Linked DNA regions of Sus scrofa: all the other regions are linked to region 2. The links are chromatin contacts, called in public Hi-C maps. All regions are on one chromosome and are shown on one strand. The core of a region is the stretch at or near the end of the contact, and the rest is flanking DNA. Distances in the headings are between cores, read along the strand shown.

Evidence for each region. Hi-C and Micro-C count contacts between places; a contact is called where the count stands out from the background.
Region 1: a Hi-C map of liver shows a contact between it and region 2, with 9 times the contacts expected there. The contact joins the promoter of DTYMK here to the promoter of FARP2 in region 2. A contact is called at or near these places in 1 of 5 promoter capture datasets (liver) and 3 of 47 Hi-C or Micro-C datasets (embryonic fibroblasts, heart right ventricle and liver).
Region 3: a Hi-C map of liver shows a contact between it and region 2, with 4 times the contacts expected there. The contact joins the promoter of PPP1R7 here to the promoter of FARP2 in region 2. A contact is called at or near these places in 3 of 47 Hi-C or Micro-C datasets (brain, heart right ventricle and liver).

Annotation. Positions count from the first base shown.
Region 1 is chr15:140,253,091-140,257,123 of Sscrofa11.1, reverse strand. It overlaps DTYMK (thymidylate kinase), which reads left to right and starts at 1,321. Exons shown (of 5, transcript XM_021076414.1): 1 at 1,321-1,529; 2 at 3,132-3,240. The coding sequence starts at 1,400.
Region 2 is chr15:140,057,911-140,061,947 of Sscrofa11.1, reverse strand. It overlaps FARP2 (FERM, RhoGEF and pleckstrin domain-containing protein 2), which reads right to left and starts at 1,643. Exons shown (of 27, transcript XR_002339387.1): 1 at 1,500-1,643. It overlaps SEPT2 (septin 2), which reads right to left. Exons shown (of 13, transcript NM_001243793.1): 13 at 3,657-4,037.
Region 3 is chr15:139,916,705-139,920,856 of Sscrofa11.1, reverse strand. It overlaps PPP1R7 (protein phosphatase 1 regulatory subunit 7), which reads right to left and starts at 2,848. Exons shown (of 10, transcript NM_001243902.1): 1 at 2,767-2,848; 2 at 1-5. The coding sequence starts at 2,818. It also overlaps a transcript of PASK not described here.

The sequences.
Region 1 (4,033 bases), core at 72-2,571, 200 kb before region 2:
GAGCCTCGCTCCTGCTCTCACCCCGAGCTCTTCCAGCGGATGAGGGTCAGCAGGTGCAGTGACTCACCAGTCACTCCTTGTACAGGCAGATGGCAAGTGCCCATCTCCAGCACTTAATCCCTTCCTCCTCTTGAAGGCAAGGAGATGGACATTTTAGAACAAGATATATTGATCAGACGAAAGCAACATCAGTACCTTGATCTTCCACCAGGTTACACTGCAGTAACAAAAAGCACTGCATCTCAGGAGACTCAGAATCACAGCTGCTTATTTCTTACTGGGGCTGCAGCTGGGCGGTGCGTCTTCATTCCAGGATCTGGGATGAAACAGCAACCTAATTGTGCACATGCTGTTCTCTCACTGGGGTTAGGAGGGGGTGCAGGGAACCTCACAGACGATTTTAAAAGTTGTGCTTGAAAGTCAGCTCTGGTTACACCGCCAAGCTCCACACCAAAGAAGGAAGCCAATTAACCGGGAGTAACAGATTCTATCGCCCTTCCAGAACCTCAAACTAAATCAAGAAAGGGTCAACCGGGAAAGCATAAAGCTACCAAAGGTATGGTGGGTCGCGGCGACACAGGGCGTGGCACAGCACGGGATGCACTGGGGAGGGTAGGTCCGGAGGTTCTCAAAGGCTCCCTGGCGGGCAGAGCCCAGAATCCCAGGGCTGCCAAGTTTCTACCGCCTCCAGTTCCACACGAGCGCCTCTCCGTGGCAAACTCAGACGTTCCACGTTCCGGAAAGGCCGTTCTAGCTTCTTACGGGCCTCAAGTTGCTTTCCGCCCCAAAGCCCCGCCTTGAGGAAAGACCCCCACTGGGACGGCATTCGGGGAGGCGCCGCCGGGCGGCCGCGAGGTTCCGAGGACACTAGGGACCGGCCTGACGGGAGGGAAACACACGGCCTGAAGACAACAGGGGCAAGACATCCCGAGCGCCTTCTGGGCGCGGGACCACGCGCCCTCAAACTTTCCGCCCCCCAGGTGCCAATTCCTGAGGGCGACAGGCAGGCTCCGAGCGTAGCGTGGTCAAACGCACACGCCGGGTTCCCGCCACCCAGCGCCCACGACCCCGACACGGCGCCCCGCCTCTGCCGGACTTGTCCCAGCCAATCCCAGCGCGCGCCCCGCACGCCAGAAGATCGCAGCCAATCCTAGCGCGCGCTTCAGACGCCAGAACATTTTAGCCAATCCTAGAGCGCGTCCCGGACGCCGTCCTACCTGAGCCAATCCCAATGCGCGCCGGGGACGCCAGAAAATCTCAGCCAATCTCAACGCACGTCCTGGGCGCCGTCCCACCTGAGCCAATCCCGGCGCGCACCGCGGACGTCGGCCAATGGGAGGTCCGGGCGGTGCGGCGACGCGGCGACGCGAGGCGGCGGCAGCGGCGGGAAGGCGCGGAGATGGCGGGCCGGCGCGGGGCTCTCATCGTACTGGAGGGTGTGGACCGCGCGGGGAAGAGCACGCAGAGCCGCAAGCTGGTGGACGCGCTGTGCGCCGCGGGCCACCGCGCCGAGCTCCTGCGCTTCCCGGGTGGGCGCGCCGGGCTCCGGGAGGCCGGGGGCCAAGGGAGGACCCTGGGTGGGGGCGGGGCCCGCGGGCTTCGCGGGCACCCGAGGACGGAGGAGCGAAGTCTAGTGCTGCTGCACACGCGCTCGCTGTCCGTCTGCTGGTGGGGAGCTCCGAGCGCGGGGCTGCCGTCCATGTGCGCCCTGTGAGCCGGCCCTGGTTCCTGTCATTCAGCGGGATGCATCTGTGCTTCTATTTTTGCGTAGCTCTGATGCTACGTGTTTAGTGGGTCTTGATACACGTGTACACCCAGGAAACCATCTTTACAGTCAAGATAATGACTGTATCCATCACCCCTAGAAGTCTCCTGGTGCTGTCTGTAATCCAAGTCTCTGTTTTGTTTGACTAGCTTTGTTTGCCCATATGTATGTGTATATATATATATGTTTTAGGGTTGCACCTGTGGCATATGGAAGTTGCCTGGCTAGGGGTCAAATTGGAGCTGTAGCCATGGCTTACACCACAGCCACACGGCATCTGAGCCGCATCTGCGACCTGGGCCACAGCCACATGGACACCGGATCTGAGCTGCACGTCTGTAGCCTATGCTGCAGTTTGCAGTTTGCAGCAACACCAGATCCTTTACCCACTGAGCAAGGCTAGGGATCAAACCTGCACCCTCACCAACACTGTCATGTTCTTAACACTCTGAGCCACAATGGGAACTCTGAAAATGCTTTTTGAGTATTTATCATTTTTTTCTATTTACTGATTTTTTTTTTTTGGTTTTCATGGCCTGTGGAAAGACTAAGACCAAGGATGGAACCTGCACCACAGCAGCCACCCAAGCTGCTACAGTGACAACACCAGATCTCTAAGCCACTGCACCACAGGAGAACTATAGATACTTATCATTTTAATCTTTAGGCCAGCCAGTCTGCAAATCTTACCCAGTTTACTCTTGAACAACAGAGGTTTGAACTGTGCTGGTCCACTTACAGATTTTTTTCAATTAGTACATACAGTGCCACACAGTCCTGTGTTGGTTGATGTACAGGTATAGGCACTATGATTGACCTTTTTTGGTTCGCAGTCTGGTCAGCTTGTTGGCATTTTTGCAGTTGCTCCTTTCTGCCTGAGTTCCTTCTTCCTAAAGCATCTTTCAGCCCAGCGTATCTGCCCACTGCTGCCCTTTCTTGAGGTCTGAGTCTGAATCTAAAGCTGTAAAATGAAACTAAGTTCAGAGTTTCCGTTGTGGCTCAGCGGAAATGAACCTGACTAGTATCCATGAGGATGCAGGTTCCATCCCTGGCCTCGCTCAGTGGGTTAAGAATCTGGTGTTGCTGTGAGCTGTGGTGTAGGTCGCAGACGTAGCTCAGATCCCACATTGCTGTGGCTGTGGTGTAGGCCAGCGGCTACAGCTCCAATTTGACCCCTAGCCTGGGAACCCATATGCCACACCTTTGGCCCTAAAACGCAAAAAAAAAAAAAAACAAAAAACAAAAAACAAAACAACAACAAGAAACTAGGAACTCAGTTCCCTCTTGATTCAGGGCTGGAAGTTTGGCACAAACTATTCAAGCAGATGGAAAGCCTAACCTCACTTTTTTGTGTTTTTTATTTTAGAGAGGTCAACTGAAATTGGCAAGCTCCTGGCTTCCTACTTGGAAAAGAAAAGCGAGGTGGAGGATCACTCCGTGCACCTGCTTTTCTCCGCAAACCGCTGGGAACACGTGTAAACACCTTGCCCTTGGCTGCCCTCCCCCTGTGGTGCCTCCTTAGGAGTCAGTGGACGCAGGTCTTGTTTCTGAATGGTGTTGAGAGTGACGCTGGAGGCGGTACCTTCACAAGGTTCTTTGACTCCCAGATCCCAGCAAGCACTCGTCAGTGCTCTCCCCCCTTGTAATTCATAGACTTTATTTTCAGGTGGTTTTAGATAACACAGAAAAGCTGATTGAAAAGGCAGCTCGTCCCCGTTTATGCATGTCGGTCGTGAACCTTCGCTAAGGGGAGCTGACCGTGTGCGACCTCTCCCATCCCCTTTCTGTTACGTCCCCTCTTCCCAGCGCAGCTTTAGGCAGTGCCTGTGGCGTGAGCGCTCAGATGCTTTTGTTAACATTCACACACGTGTGTGTCCCTTTAAGATGGGTAAATGGGGTCCTGCCACAGGCACTGGACTTGCTCCCCAGCTGCCTGCCATCTCGGCCTCTTCCCCTCCCGGCTCTGGGCTGAACTGTGTGCCTGCACCTGGCCCGGCTCCTCCCTCCAGCTTAGCTCGTGTCCGGTGTAGAAAGGCCTTTCCCATCCCACGTGTTAGATGAAAATGACTGTATCGATACTCTAATACATCTGCAATTTATTGACATAAATGTTGTGACTTTTTGGGTTTACAGAAGAGTAATATCAGCCCAATTTAAAGTGAAAAACCGTGCAAACGCCACTGCCTAAATTCTGGCCTCGTCCCAGGCACACAAGCCTGTGTCTCTTGTCTGTTTTGCCACAGCTCCCTTCACATCATCGCAGCCGCT
Region 2 (4,037 bases), core at 394-2,893:
CTCGTCCAGGGGGACGCCCGCACCCTCACTCCTCCTTTGGGAGCGATGACGGCTTTGCTTCCGCCCTAGACACACAGCCCAAGGCTCTGTGTTTCTGTCTCTCCCCATGTTGTCCTGTGACGCTAACAATAAACTCTACACCCCTTGCCTCCTTGAAACAGTCTTGCTTTCAATGGGAACAAGAATCAGGGCAATTCTGCTTTTGGCCTCGGCCAGTCTAGTGGATAGGGTTCCTGGTTTTCATCCAGGCTGCCCAGGATCAATCCTGAGCAGAGAACTGGGATCTCGCTTCAAGCCATCACTCACTGCTGCCTCTCCGATATCAACTCCACTTCCTCTGCTTCCAAATGGGGAGAGCTGAGAACCAGAAAAAGAACCAGTAGGAAGGGCTTCACAACGACCTATGTCTACTGGTGTAAGGAACGCATTAAAAAAAAAAAAAGCAAAACCCCAGGAGATACAGAAAACTGACATTAGATTTGGCCTATTAAGTACGGGTCACTCCAGGCCTGTGGACCTCAAACGTCCCCTCCCATCTCTCTGGCAGGAGAGGATGGTGCCGTCTGCTGTAACAGTCTGCGTTCAGCCAGCCCTCAGCCCAGCACTCCTGAGGTGAGCGAACATCTGCACAAGGTCAGCCCAACGCTCCCTCACAGAATCTAAAGAGAAAAACCACCCCAGAAAAATCTTCCCATCCTTTCGCTGTGGACTGAGTTATTTCCTTCCACGTGCCTTGTTTGGATTTGTTTTTCACAGCAATGACTGATCAGTCCAAGCAAGGCCATCAGAGGCTGCTGCCACCAGAGTAAACGATGCTCCGGTCTGATTCCGGCCCCAGCTTTCACGATTTTCTCTAGAGGCTCCTCCCAGCCTTAAGCGGCTTCCTAGGCTTCAAGGAGTGAAACCATTAACACCTGATGCGGATTCCCAGCGGTAACGCGAAATTAAGGAACGGTCGAAAAAGGCGTGGTCACACCGCGGACAGAGCTTCCACCTGTGCCTCCGCCCCAGCCTCCCCGCCGGAGCCTCCCCGCCCACACCCCGGCCTCCACGCGGGACCCTCCACGCCGGACCCTCAGCCCACGCGGGACCCTCCCTGCCCACGCCCGGGCCCCAGAGCCCACTCCCGGGCCTCCACGCGAGACCCTACCCTCCCACTGCCAGGCCTCCACGCCGGACACCCAGCCCACTCCGGGCCTCCACTCGGGACCCTCTCTGCCCACGCCCGGGCCTCCACGCGGGACCCCCAGCCCACTTTGGGCCTCCACGCGAGACCCTCACCGCCCATTCCAGGCCTCCAACAGGCAGGCTCCCCACACACGGCCCTCCTCGCACGGGGCCCGCCGCCCGAGGAGGCCTTCCAAGCCGGGGTGTGGACTCCCCTGGACGACTGCCGTCTGGAGGCGCCCGCCTTGCCTGGGGCCTCGGCCCGCGGCCTCCACCACCCGTGTCGCGAGGCGCAGCCTGGACCCTGTCCGCCTGCAGCCCGGCGTCCTTACCCGCGGCCCAGCCGCGCCGTCGCCTGCAGAGGCCCCCGGGTCTCGCGGCGGCTCCGCCCGCTCCCGACAACTAGCGGGCCGCCCCCGCGCCGCGCGCCGGGTCCCCAACCGGCCGCCCTGGGCCCCGCCCCCGCCCCCGCGGACGCAGCTCCGATTGGCCTGGGGGCTTCTGGGGCGGGGCCTCCGGGGCCAGCGACCAGAAAGCGAGGCACGGAGTTCTGATTGGTGAACGGACCGGAGGGGGCAGGGCGAGAGGGGACAAAAGGAGTCGAACGCAATGCAGCACCGCCTCTGCTCGCAGGGCGGGGCCTCGCTCGGGGCGGGGCGGGGCGCTGGGGCGGGGCGGGGCCGCTCGGGGCGGGGCGGGGCGCTGGGGGGGGCGGGGCGGGGCGCTGGGGAGGGGCGGGTTCCCTTTGCCAGCTCCCTCCGCGCCAGCTGCTCGTCTTCCGGTTGCCGCCACACCTGGCAATTGCGCTCCTCCTGGGGCTACTGAGGCCGTGGCCTGGAGGCACTGGGTGCCAAGCGAGGATGTGCTGCGGCGGAAACAGGCCCTGCTGGGGAGGCCCACGGCCCTCCAAGCCTTCGCGGTCCTCCTCTAGCCTCGCGACCTCCACCCGGGAATGGAAACACGACACCACGCCGAGCCCGCGCCTTCTACGGACTCAGTGAACTCCTATGCACTCTTCAAGACTCGGTTCGGCTTGCCCCGGTCTTGGCACCCGCCGCGGTCTACGCGCCCGGTCAGGGGCGCCCCCGCGCGGCTGCCCTAGGGAGTAAATCCAGGATGGATCCGGACCAAACCTGGAGTCTAGCTTCAGCAAGGCCCAGACTCCTCACCCAGAGGTGGGAGGGTCAGAGCCTCTGTAGAGCATCCCTTTCGGCCACCGCTCCCTCCAGGCTTTTCCTCTAACCGGCCCCCAGGGACACCAGCGCCAGCGCCTATGTCAGAACCCAGGCACTGTTCTCACTGCCCCTAGGGCAAGACCCTGGACAGATGCTTCGTGCCAGCGGGGTGCCGCAGCGGAGAACCTGGTCAGAGAGGCGACACTGCGGGGTGTAATGCTGGAGAGGGGACCTGCACAGCCGGGACCTCACTCTCCAGGAGTCTAGGCAGACAACTACCAGGAAGGAAGGGGGCCCAAACTGTCCTAGGGTGGTCAGTGCAGTGGGCAGCCAGAGGGCCGCCTGGCCATTCAGATAGGGCTGCAGACCAGCTTCTCAAAAAAATCATTTCCATTTTTTATTTTTCTGTTTTTGGCTACACCCAAGGCATATGGAAGTTCTCAAACCAGATATGGAATTTGAGCTGCATCTGTGACCTACGCCATAGCTGCGGCGAGGCCAGATCCTTAATCCACTGTGTTCAGGACAGGGATTGAACCCACCAATGCCACAGAGAGAAGCCGGATCATTACTCCACTGTGCACAGTGGGAACCCCTTCATGCTTGCTTTGACTGATTGCTTTTTAGGACTGTACCTGCGGCACATTCAAAATTTCTTAATAGTTCTAACTACAGTGAATGAGATAAATTTTGTATTCTGTGGGTAGAAGTCACTGAACTCACCAGTGCTAATTTTTATCGTTCTTCCTGGAAATGATTCCTTTCCAGTCTTGATGGCATGCTCTTTGGGGTTTGGGATCACCAGTACAGAGGTGTTGGTACTGTTGGTACAAATTCCTCCACACCCCCCCCCCAACATATGAAGTTCCTGGGCCAGGGATCAAAGCTGGGGCTCAGACCTACACCAGGTTCTTTAACTCACTGCTGCAGGCCACAGACTGAGCCCTAGCTTTGGCGGTCATCCAAGCTGCTGCAGTCATATTCCTACTCCACTATGACACAGCGGGAACTCCCCCCCTTGATTTTAATACACAAGAAAAGCAGGGCTTTCCTTGACTCTTTCCCAGAAGACCCTCCATCTTTATAACGAGAAGTTCCCTTCGTGGCAAAGTGGAAATGAATCCGACTAGTATCCATGAGGATTCGGGTTGGATCCCTGGCCCTGTTCAGTGGGTTGGGGATCTGACATTGCTGAGGCTGTGGCGCAGGCCGGCAGCTACACCTCTGATTGGACCCCTAGCCTGGGAACCTCCATATGCTGCAGGTACGGCCTTAAAAAGAAAAAAAAAAAAAAAAAGAGCCAACAATGAGAAATTCTCAGTATCTAAACAATAGTGCTTTATTGATAAAAGGTTAGTTTCAATGGATACAAAATTGCTGTGTAAAATAAGTTTTCAAAATACACTTTCATAGGTAAAGATTATCCCTTAGTAAAAGAGCAATTATCTATTAGCAAGAGTATTTACTTAGATTTGGGCAGCAGACAAACGGGAATCTGAAAGTCTAACAGGGCAGGCCCACCCCTGCATCTCCATTAGGCGGCAGCTGTGCGCAGGAGGGAGTCGTCCGACAGGACAGGGCTCACGCTGACCACTTTCAAATGCTGCCCCAGCCCCTCTGCTGAACAGCGTTCACTAGCGTAGGGCATCAACACCCAAACCACCCAAACAACTGGCCTTGCGTGCAGGGGCCCTC
Region 3 (4,152 bases), core at 1,599-4,098, 140 kb after region 2:
GTCAACTGAACCCACACACAGCCATGAGAACTCACACCCGCTTCCAGGGGCTCCTGGAAGAACATGTAAGACTGATACCCAGTTACAAATCACAAAGACGTCGCTCAAAGACGTCTGTTGAGTTCAGCGTGCTCCATGGGTGTCCCGGGCACCCTCTGAGGTGGCCGGTGGAGGGGAGACCTGGGGGCCTGGGGGGGGGCAGAGCAGGGAGGCCACAGGGTGTGGAGGTGAGTGACCACCTCTTCCTGCCCTCAAGGAACTCGTGGAGAATCGCCAGGCATTCTGAAAGCCCTGGCGCTTTGCGACTCAAGGCGCTAATGGCAACACGTGAAGCACCTCCTGTTCCGCTCGCTTCTGGCCTAGATGCCACGTAGAGGGCACTACTGTGACCCTGCTGCCACATACCTTCGTCCACGCTCCACTATCCACTTGGCCAAGAAAACCAGCCCAGTTCACAGGCCCACGTGCTGAAAGAAATCAAGACTAACTCAAATCAGACTGTGGGCAGGGGGAGCTCTATGAAAAAGGAGAAGACAGCCAGAGGTGCAAATGCCCCAGGAAGGTCACTGACGCTGAGTGTCAGGGCACCGTGATACCAGCACAGAGTTTCGGAAGGCTGATAAATAAATATTTTGTGAATGAATAAATCAGGCAACGGCTAGATGAGGCAGACTCCTAAAAAGCCTTTGGCAAGACTGTCAGATAATTTTCCTTTTTCCTAACTTTCTTTGCAGCCTCTTCCAGATGCCTGTTTGGAAGACCTGGAGCACTAACAGATGCCCTGGACTCCTCGCCCACCCTGGACGTCCACTCTCCTCTTCGACAAGAACTTAGCTACAGAGGGTGTGCTCCTTGAGGGAAAGGAAGCTCTGTTTCATCTTTGCCTCTCCTGCCGGGCCTAGCAAATCAGCACCCAGGAAAGGACTGTGGGCACGTCCTAACGAAAGCCAGCCCTCGAACCTCCCAGGCCATCCCTTCTCCCTGCCCTGACAGCTGCCTTGGATCAGCTGCTCATGACCTGGGGCCTGGGCTCCCAACTGGTCTCTCGGTGGCTTGTCTCGCTCTGTTTAATCTATTCTCCATTGCTAGAGAATGCTCTGATTCTAAAATCCAAATCTGATCTTTGACTCCAACAATTTCTGGAGTGCCAGGGCTCTTCCTGCGTTTGCATCTTGCCCGGCAGACATGGCTTTGGCGTCTTTTTTCCTTCTCCTTCTTCAGTCCCCTTGTCTGTAGAAGGAGGTGGTACAGCCCTTGCATTTCGGAGCTGCTATCAGGCACGAAACATGTGCAAGACACACGTGTAGACATTTAATAGGTTAGCTGTTAGCAGGCACAGGGCACTCTGTGGTCAAGGCTAAGGGGCAGCAAGTTCTCCTGGACGATGGTCTGGCGTGGCTGAGCCCAGGGCGGGCGGGGCTTAGCAAATGAAGGGCAGCCAAAGTGAACCTTGGGACTATCCTGAGGGGCAGGGCAAGGGACAGCAGATCAGCACACAAGGAGACTTGGGACGGGCTCAAGGTATGGGCCGTAGGAATGGGAGCGGTAGTGAACATTTGGAGACATTAAGGAGGTGATTAATCGCATGGGTGGGAGCAGGAGAGAGAGAACTGCTAGGGTTGCCATTTGCCATTTACCAAGACAAGGAAACAGGTGAAGAGGAAGCCCAGGGAGGTGGGAGGTGGGAAGAAGGGGGATGAGAAGCGGTGCTTCCTTGCCTCAAAAGATCTAAACGCCTCAAAGTCCATGACCTTTCACGTGTGCCCCCTTCCAGGACGGCTCTGGCCAGCGTCGCTGGCACCCTCCCCCACTCAATATGACTGTGCGCTCCTCCAAACGGGTCACATTCTCTCACACCCTCTTGCCCTCATCCAAGCGGCTTCCCTCACCTGAAAGGATCTATGATCTGTCCCGCAGCCTATCCACAACCTGGCTGACTTGCAGTTAGCCTTCTAGGTTCAGCGAAGAGCGGGCCTTGGTTGTGCAGCCTCCACTCCCAAGCATGCCAAGCCTTCCTGTTTTCCCCTCGGCTCCCCACCCTTCCTTCCCTAGCTAGCACCTCACACACGAGACAGCGGCTGCTCTTGGGAAAGCTGCGGACGCCCGTGTGTAAGCACCCAAAGACACCGCTGACTCTCCGGGTCGGGGTTAAGTGTGTGTAGGTAATTACATGCATACACAATACGCAAATAATTTTTTTCAACAAAGCAAAAAAGTTGAAATGTAGGTTTTTTTTGAACTATGATAGCTTTGGAAACAGAAAGCTGTCGATTCTAAAACTCGACTCTTGGCTCCTTGTCACCCCTTCCCCACAACCCACGGGCTGTCGAGGACCCTCCTCCAGCCCCGCCACGCTGACTCGGGCAGGTCCCAGGGAGCCCCGTGCCCGGTTTCATCGTCAGCTGCCGGGGGACCTGGCTCGCGAGTCAGGCTCAAGAGATCCGGTGGGAGGCTCCCTCGGGCTGGCCGACGCCGGGGCTGCGGGACCACCGCGCCCTCAGTCCCCTCCCACGCGCCCGGCTCGCCCCGCCTCTCGCCCCTGGCTCTGGGTTGGGCACTTCCCCAGCCGCCCGCTACGCCTCTGCCCGGGGTCCCCAGGTCCGGGGCCGCCCCCGCCCTGCCGGCTGGCAGATGTCAGACGGCGCGCGCTGCGGGGCCCAAGCCGCGGCCGGAAGCGCGCCGCCCCGTTTCTCTCGGGCAAGTCCGGTACGGGCCGCCGCCCCCACCCGCTGGGCCCTTCGGTCGCCGCCCCGCGAGGCCACTCACCCTCCATCATCTCCTGCGACTGTTGCTGGCCCGTGCCGCGCTCCGCCGCCATGTTCGCTGCTCTCCCCCTTTCCGGAATCTGTCGCCTCAGGCCCCTCAGCCAATCAGGGCTCCCAGCTCAGAGCTTTCCCAGCCAATGGAGTCCCACGCGCTTTGCGCGGCCCCAGAGTCTCATGGGAGTTGTAGTCCTCCTGCGAGGCCGCGCCCATCCTCAGCCCCCCCGCAGCCAGCCTCACCTCCCGGCAGGCAGCTGATTAGTGCCGGGGAGGCTCTGGAAGCGAGGAGCGGGAAAAAGGCAGGTGCAGTCGGGGCCGGACGCATGGAGCTGAGCCTGCAGGCGAGCGGGAGGAGTCTGGGAGGCGATCCGCGCTCGTGGGCTGGTGGCTGGATACGGAGGGGCGGGTCCCTGCGTGGGGCTGCAAAGTGAGGGTCAATCGAGTGCGAACCGGCCCCGCTGGGTCTCAGTGGCTGCGTCTGCACAATGGGCAGACTTTGTCCCAACGTCGCTGCGCGGAGTTGGCCCGTGTGAAGGGGCCGCTTCCAGCTAACGCACAGCTCAGTGCGCCTGTACTCGTTCCGGAGCCGGGACCTTCCGCACGCGGGGTTGGAGAGCAGGTCGGGGCCCGGGACGCCGACCCAGCCACTGCGGGCCCCACAGCGCCGTCAGTCCCCGGCCCCGCAGGCAGCATGGGCCGTGAAGGAGCCGCCTTGCGCGCCCTGCCTTCAGGCCGACGCCTGTGGGAGGCAAGCTCCGCTCTGTTCACCGCCTCAATCCTGAGGCCAGAAGCACGGCGTCCGCGGACTGCGCAGGTGGAGGCGCAGCCCCTTTGGCTCCTCCGAGGCGCCGTAGGCCTCCGGTGCGTCCCTAGCAACCGTTGTCGCGCGCGTCTCGGCTCGCTCGCTGGGTCCCGCCCACCGGCGCCAGGGGTTGGCCCGTGGGGACTGCCGTTTGGCGCCGGCCGCCCTGCCATTGGCTGGCGGGGCAGGAGGCGCGGATCGGTTCCTTCTTGGCGGGTGAAGCGAACTCGGCGGGTGACTCTCCGGCCTTCGGTGAGAAGCGTGCGCTGAGAGCCGGCCCGCGCCCCGCGCCGCCCGCCTTCCCTCCGTGCGGTCCGGCCGGCTGGAGGCCCGCTTGCCGCCTTGCGGCCGTTTGCCGCCATCCGCGCCGCGGCAGGTCCTGGGGCCACACGCCCCCCGCACTATCCTCACCCTCGGAGGGGCTGGGTGCCCTCGTCCCCGCTGGAAGGTGGGCCCCGGGAGAACGCGCGGCACGGAGCTCTTCCGCGCAGCGCGGGGTGAAAGCGTGAGCCCGCTACCTCTCTGGCCTTTGTCTTCAACCTGCTCACCCGCGCCTTTTTTTTCTTTCTGGCCGCGCGCACCGCACGC